Regions from separate parts of the Mus musculus genome. Here region 1 is linked to region 2. A link is a contact called in public HiChIP or PLAC-seq data. All regions are on one chromosome and are shown on one strand. The core of a region is the stretch at or near the end of the contact, and the rest is flanking DNA. Distances in the headings are between cores, read along the strand shown. Region 1 has its middle 26 kb from the start of Gm35087. Region 2 holds the start of Eppk1 (epiplakin 1).

Region 1 (3,555 bases), core at 1,014-3,513, 38 kb before region 2:
CTGGACTATTTAGCAAGACCCTGTCTCAGAAAATGAAAGAAAGATAAGGAAGAACTTACCTGATATGTTCAAGGCCCTGGGTTCAACCTGGAGGTTAAGCTTAGTGAAATTAAATGTATTTGAATTGTCTTTATTGCTTGAACTTTGCTGTGTGTGTGACACAAGTAAATATGAATTAGCTGAATTTGGTCACTAATAGCTTGGCGTTAAGATATTAGAGTTTTGTTGTCTTTTAAGAAAGTTCAGCTGGGTGATGGTGGTGCTTACGTTTAGTTCTAGCACTCAGGAGGCAGGCAGATCTCTGAGTTCAAGGCCAGTCTGGTCATCACAGCTTGTTCCAGGACAGTCAGGGCTACACAAAGAAACTGTCTAGAAAAAAAAAGACGAAACCAAAATCAAAACAACACAACAACAACAAAAAATCAAAACGGATGAGGAGGAGGGGGAGGAGGAAGAAAAGGTGAAGAGGAAGAGGAAGAAGAAAAACGTTCATGGGGATCAGGCGTTGCCAATGCCTTTAATCCCAGCACCTGGTTAGGTGGATCTCTTTGAGTTTTCAGGCCAGCTAATTCTACATAGTGAGATCCAGGACAGCCAGGGCTACATAGTGAGACCCTTTCTTGAAACCCCACCCCCTAAAAAAAAAAGAAAGAAAGAAAAAGAAAAAAGGAAAGAAAGAATACACGAGGCTGGAGATATGGCTCAGTTGGGAGAGGTCTTGCATTCAGGAAGCCCTGGGTTGATCCCAATTAAGGTACCAGCCAGGTGTGGTAGAAGACATCTGTAGTCCTAACACTTGGGCAGTGGAAGCAGAAAAGAAAAGAAAAGAAAAGAAAAGAAAAGAAAAGAAAAGAAAAGAAAAGAAAAGAAAAGAAAAGAAAAGAAAAGAAAAGGAAAGAAAAGGAAAAGAAAGGAAAAGAAGAGAAAGAAGGAAGTTGTTATCTTCAGCTACATAGGGAGTTTGAGACCAGCCTTGGACACATGAGACTTTGCTTGGTAACAATAGCGATAGCACAGCAGCAACAACAAAAGGTAGTGTGATCATGTATATTAAATTGTATATTAAATATACCTTATTTTAATGGGACAGGACATTTTATACATATTTGTATATACTTAGATATCATGATCCCTGAGTTGCTTAGATTACTTCTTTTTTGTTGTTGTTGTTGTTGTTTTTGGTTTTTTGGTTTTTTTGGTTTTTCTGAGACAGGGTTTCTCTGTGTAGCCCTGGCTGTCCTGGAACTCACTTTGTAGACCAGGCTGGCCTCGAACTCAGAAATTCGCCTGCCTCTGCCTCCCGAGTGCTGGGATTAAAGGCGTGCACCACCACACCCGGCTTCAATATTTTGAGAATCCAATGCTAAAAATTGTAGCAAATTAAAGGTTGACTTTCTAATATTTTATTCATTATTATTGTTGTTATTATTAATTATTATTGCACTGGTGTTTTTCCCACATGTGTGTCTGTGTAAGGGTTTTGGATCTCCAGAAATGGATCTCCAGAAACTAGAGTTACAGAGTTGTGAGCTGCCATGTAGGTGCTCGGAATTGAACCCCGGTCTTCTGGGTCCAGGGCTCAGTGATTGCTGAGCCCTCTCTCCAGTCCCAGTCCCCTGACTTTTTTTTTTTAGAATGCAGTAGGTGCGTAGGACGGGGACATTTCTGAAAATGGCATTATTCCCATGGACAGTACCAAGAAAATGTGTATTTGACCTTTGCTAACTATGACACACCATTTGATATTGTTTTGTTCGAAGTGACTTTTTTGTTAGGAGAAAAAAACTAACTGAAGAAACCCCAGAACAAAGCCATATTTGAGAACAGCCCCTGTGAGCTGGCTTTCGTACAGCCATGTCTCCTTTAGAGAAGTCTTACAGACATTCTTCAGATGTGCCCGCACTTGCCACATTCCTGGGCTGTGGGGTAAAGCTGGAATGAACTCCTAGAACCTGTGTAGCCTGGTGGCTTCCAGCAGGTGAGCTGTTCCCACAGGACTGAGCAGAGATTCTGATGAAAGACAGTAGAGCTAAAACCTTTGATCAGAACACAGGATCAGAGCTGAACACTTGAATGCTTGTATGATTTTTTTTTTTTTAAGGGGCACAAAGAGTTTCTAGCTGATTCTGGACTTTGTTGAATGCCTGTGTAAGAAATAGGAAAGTAACCTTTAAAAGAATGAAAGGACAGAGGGCTGTCAAGCCAGGAAGCAGCTAACTGAGCTCAAACAAAGGGGTATTATAAAGCCTTGGTAGGGGAGACAAGCTCCGGGGGAGGGTGGCGTCCCTGACCTGCCAACACTTGTAATTGTTACATCAGACAGATGGGAACTGCCCAGCCCTGCCAGGGTGGGGTACCTTTCTCCTTTCTCTGTTTCCAAGGGTGTTTTATCTGCTGTTTATTTTCCTGGTTCTGTAAAAGCCTCGGGTGACACATTAATATTTCAAACGCGATTGCCAAAAACCCAAAACAAAACAACTAGCCCCAACCTGGGCACATGTGGTGCCTGAAGTTCTGGGGAGCCCCTGGCTGTCTCCCTCATGATCTGACTCCAGGGCTTCTGTATTCTCTGGGCGGTTAGGGAAGGTGATATCCAGTGTTACAGAAAGATGTACTGTGCCCTGGCAAGTGCCCATGGATCAGGTCTGCTGGTGTGCCACCGAGCCCTCTGTCCCCCTCTGAGGCTAACTATGTCCCATGTCCACTGTGGATAGGAGGCAGCTTCCCATGTTTGCTGAGCACCAGCCCAGCCCAACCCTTGGAGGACTGAGCACAGGTGCCACTCCAACCCCGCTTGGCAGGCGAGTTCATGAGGGCTCGCCCTCCTCAGGCTCAGCATGGACAGCATGACCTTGATCTCTCGGTGCCTTGTGGGACCCTGGCTGGCCATCCCACAGCAATGGAAGCTTATCCACAGTCAGCTGCATTTGTAGGCTCCAGGCAGATGGCGTAAAGAACAGCACACCTCGCCGGGCGTGGTAGTGCACGCCTTTAATCCCAGCACTCGGGAGGCAGAGGCAGGCGGATTTCTGAGTTCGAGGCCAGCCTGTCTACAGAGTGAGTTCCAGGACAGCCAGGGTTACACAGAGAAACCCTGTCTCAAAAAAATGAACAGCACACCTCGATAGGAATGGGAGGTATCCGGCTATCCACTCCAGAAGGTTCTGAGGTAGAAGAACCTCTTATCTCCAGCCCCACTCTGTCTCCCTGTCTGACACAGCAGGGTGTCCTGAGGGTCCCCAACTCCTGGGATAAAAGGGACCCAACGTGACTGAGAGAACACCAAATTTAAGATGCGTCTTATTTAAGATAGAGCCTCATTGGAGTGTGAGCCAATTGCTAGATGTTTTGTTTTAAGACAGGGTCTACCTCGCTGTATAGCTCTGGTGTCCTGGAACTCACTATGTAGACTAGGCTGACTTCAAACTCATAGAGATCTGCCTGCCTCTGCATCTGGAGTGTTGGGATGAAAGGTGTGTACGACGTTCAGCCAGTGGCTCGTCTCCGTGGACATCTCCTCAAAGGACAGGGTTTCTTGTTCTTATTCACTCAGAA
Region 2 (3,705 bases), core at 453-2,952:
TTGCTAAGGTGATGAACAGTGCAAGGCACTAGATGAACAGAGTAAGGGAGAGGGCTCAAGATCTGAGACCCACGGAGGCAAAAAGACTTTGCCCTTCAACTTTTCCCGCTCTGAAAACCGATAGTACATCAGGCTACTCTGACGGCAGGAGTTCCTGTGGGAACAGCAAACCCTGGCAGTGTCATGGCTAGGAAGGAGAGGAGCTGCTGACTATGGGAGCACCTGCCACTTGGGCCTGCTGATGGACCTGCAGGGCTGCCGGGCTGCCATGTCTAGCCCCTCCTGCGAGAGGTGAGCCTGCTCACCAGCTGCTCCCACCCCACTCACACTGGCCCTCTACCCTGCTCATGGCTGTTCATCTCTTCTCCAGGATACACACCCTGGAAGGGGTGCTGCTGCTTGTGGGCCACCTTGTAGAGAAGTTGGTCTTGTGCCCCCATAGACTGAGCCAAGCGGAACCCTTGGGGATCAAGGTGGGACCAGTGGCCAGAGGCTCTGGCCTGTACTGTAACTGTGTAGCAATCCAGGGTTAGCCTATTGATACTGGACACATCTGTCCTTGAGCCACACCCTCTGTAAGACCATTTGGAGGTGCTGGAAGGCCTAAAGTGCTGGGCAGAACTTCTAAGAGGCTCTGGGGGATGAGGACGTTGGCTCAAGAGAGGTGGTGAAGTGGTGGGCAATTTTGGCATGGGGTCCTCCAAGTTCCCTAACATTTCCCCCTAATGCATAGGTGGTACAAGCCCACAGCTTGTTAGAGGAGATGCCTCCGGCCCTCACCCCAAAGTACTGGACTCGAGCCCCAAGGGAGATACTGGCTTTGATGAGTCTTGACCAGGAGCCGCCTGGGGATCTGGCGAGTAGAGCTAAGGCTTGCCTCCTGGGGAAGATTCCAAAAGAACTGAGCTGGAGGCCATGGTGGTCAGAGGTCATGGAGAACTGGAGTCTTAGGAAGCCAGAGCATAGCAAGAGGAGCGAGGACAAAAGGGACCAGTGGGAACGGCTGGAACAGGGCCACCAGGTACAGGTAAGGGCAGATAGATCCATAGATCTGGGCACATGAAAAGGACTTGGTCTTACCTCCCAGCAAGGAGCCAACATACACCAGGGTCTTGTAAAGACACTATCTGTATTGACTTGGTCATAAAATAAAGTGGTCTGGGGTGTGCTTTGTACCCGAAGCCACAGGCAGCATTGAAACATTTCCCAGTAGGATCCTGCAGATAGCTTCCTGTCAACTGAGGAGCAGGACAGCGTGGGACAAGGCTGGCCTAGCTATAACTGGGGGAGACGTGGGCCTCTCCACAAGGTCTCCATCACATTCAAGCCAGGGCTCTCCAGTGGCCAGAAACAGCCCAATAGCGTGGTCAGAGCAAGAAACCCAGAAGGGTCAAGTGCATCAGGGGCCAGAGGCAGGCCCAAGGTCCAGGGAGCCTTGGTAAGCAGGTGTGAGTGTGGGCCTGTAACGGTGGGGAGGACAGAGCCCCAGGAACTGCCCCAACCCCTGTATTGAAGGCTTGGTGTCATAACCCCACTCCCCCCACCTCTGGCTCCATAGGCAGCTCGAGGAGCCATGATGGTTCGTGTTGGAGGTGGTTGGGCAGCTTTGGATGAATTTCTGGTCAAAAATGACCCAGTCAGAGGTGAGAGCTGGGGTAGGACAGGACATGTAAGTCATCAGGGTGTGGTGGTGGTGGTGGTGGATGGGCAGGAGAGGTGTGCCATCTGCTTTGGCCTAGCGACATGGGATCTCTGAGCAGCAAAGGGGAGAACCAGCCAGAAGATCCACGAAAGGTTCCTGTGCTGGACTCCTAGTGTGCCAGCCCCTGAGGTCATCACCCTGAGGCTCTGGACCTCCAACCAAATGGGCACTAACAGACCCCTGTCTCTGAAGGTGAGAGCTGGGATGGGCTTCAGAGCTAGGTCCTCCTGATGCTAGGTCCTCCTGATGCTAGGTTCTCCTGATGCTGGGTCCTTCAGATGGACTGAGGAACTTATTTGAGCCCCAGGGGGGTGGGAAATGTCAGGGAGCTGAATGGTGAGATGAAGCCTGGCCACCCCTTGCAGACAGGGCTGCCAATTGTCAAAGACCGCAGAGACTCCAGCTCCTACAAGGTCAAAACCTCAGAGCAGTCCACTGAGGAGCTGTGAAGACTCCAAGATCCAGAAGATAGGGACAGGAAACCGTGGCAGAGCATGCTCAGGGACTGAGCAGGAGCTTGGAGCACACAGAGTGGGGTTGGGTCTCTCACCAGGCTGGCCTCGAACTCAGAAATCTGCCTGCCTCTGCCTCCCAGGTGCTGGGATTAAAGGCGTGCACCGCCACTGTCCCGGCATGTCTCTCACTCTCAGCAATAAAGAGGAGTTTGGGGAACTGAAACTCTCTTTGGTGGGTCTTCATTTCCCTTGCAAACTTCATTCAAAAGCCACAGAGCCCATGTTGCTCTCCACTCCCAACCCAGAGCAGGCCCGCATTCTTTTTCAATGACTTGTAGTAGGGAGGGAGGGAGGGAGGGAGGAAAGGAGGGACTTTGCAACTCAACAGCCTCTCCCAGCTTGAGTTGCTCAGAGGTAGCCCTGCCCCATGCTTTAGTTTGTGTTCACCTGCCCACTCCACCTGTCCTGTGGGGTGCCCAACCTGGCTTTCAGCCCCGCCTACCGCCCTCAATGGGGAAGGGACTTGGGTCAACATAGGGAGGGGCCATGCCGATTTAAATGCTTGTGGCGCGGGGCTCCCGGCGTGGAGGGAGCGGAGAGACAGAGGACCGCGCCAGCCTTGTCACGACAGGTGAGGAAATGAGGGCAGTTTGGAGAACCGAAACTGAAAAGCTGTGGGAACCAGAGGCCAGCGGCCCCAGGCGGACTTAGTGAGGGGCTGCGGGACCGTTCTGGGCCCCATTTACCTGGGTCATCTGAGCTCAGATGGGAGGTGGGAGGCCCCTGAGTCTTGGGATCGTTCGGGAAACTGAGGACCCTGCCAGGCTGCTGTGCGGTCTCGCGAGGGTGTGGGTTGGTTTCTAGCAGATGTGTGGTGTGCTGTTTGGCCCTGCAGGTGCTGTAATCCTTGTCCATCTAGGGTGAGCAGCCATAGGGATATAGCCCTTGGGTGGTATCAAGATCCTTGGGAAGAAGAGGACGGGGTGGGGGGAGGGTCGGGGGGCAGGGCTGCGTCCCTACCCCCACTTGCTTATCATGCCAACCTTGGCACGAGGTCACTGACTCCTGGGGCCCTTCTTGATGCTGGTTTCAGTGGGGGCAAAGGCCAGATTTTCAGTCTCCATGTGCGCTGGGCTCCATGTGCCTGGCTTCCCAGTTCTGTTCTGATCTAGCACAGAGCAAGCAACAGTTGTAGCGGACCCTTGTGCCCATCCTTGTCCCTGCCTGGGGTGAGGGACCCACCCTTCAGTGTGGTGACAAAGGGTGTTCGATACCCCAGAAGTCCTGACTCTCTTTCCTCTTGGCACCTAGGGAATCCTGTGGTGGGCTTCAAGGGAGACAGGGAGAGCTTCATCTCTCGTAACTCTTTGCCTGGGGAATATGTGCTGCCTACCTTCCCCAGCCCCTTCATGACTTACTTATGCTGCTGCCCCAAAGCCCAGGACCCTGATTTTTTACCTTTATCAACACTACCTGGGTCTCCTGCTCACCTTGATGGAGCTCTCTGTACCCCTCGGACACCCTGACTTCTTGATCCATGTGTCTGGT

The links. HiChIP or PLAC-seq counts read pairs in DNA pulled down with a chosen protein or histone mark.
Region 1: an H3K27ac HiChIP or PLAC-seq map of embryonic stem cells shows a contact between it and region 2, with 10 read pairs. The contact joins the enhancer-like site here to the promoter of Eppk1 in region 2. A contact is called at or near these places in 3 of 39 promoter capture datasets (embryonic stem cells, liver and macrophages), 7 of 484 Hi-C or Micro-C datasets (the AML12 cell line, the N1E-115 cell line, brown adipocytes and 4 more), 12 of 115 datasets of contacts at active chromatin or transcription factors (the 3134 cell line, double positive thymocytes, embryonic hindbrain and 6 more) and 3 of 9 other capture datasets (adipose tissue, liver and pancreatic islet).

What each region holds. Positions count from the first base shown.
Region 1 is chr15:76,157,234-76,160,788 of GRCm38.p6, reverse strand. No RefSeq gene overlaps it. Among named protein-coding and RNA genes, the nearest start is that of Gm35087, 26 kb to the right of the region's middle. Within about 2 kb of position 2,263, at least 61 of the 459 cell types and tissues checked have an H3K27ac peak or open chromatin away from gene starts, as enhancers often do. A contact at or near this core is called in the AML12 cell line, the N1E-115 cell line, embryonic stem cells and 1 more, where this site is marked.
Region 2 is chr15:76,118,192-76,121,896 of GRCm38.p6, reverse strand. It overlaps Eppk1 (epiplakin 1), which reads left to right and starts at 1,702. Exons shown (of 3, transcript NM_144848.2): 1 at 1,702-2,788. It overlaps BC024139 (cDNA sequence BC024139), which reads left to right. Exons shown (of 16, transcript NM_001142968.1): 10 at 149-291; 11 at 371-473; 12 at 734-1,027; 13 at 1,214-1,438; 14 at 1,559-1,643; 15 at 1,761-1,894; 16 at 2,068-2,380. The coding sequence ends at 2,151. It overlaps Gm52196 (a long non-coding RNA gene), which reads right to left. Exons shown (of 3, transcript XR_003951574.1): 1 at 3,648-3,705; 2 at 3,201-3,325; 3 at 2,749-3,120.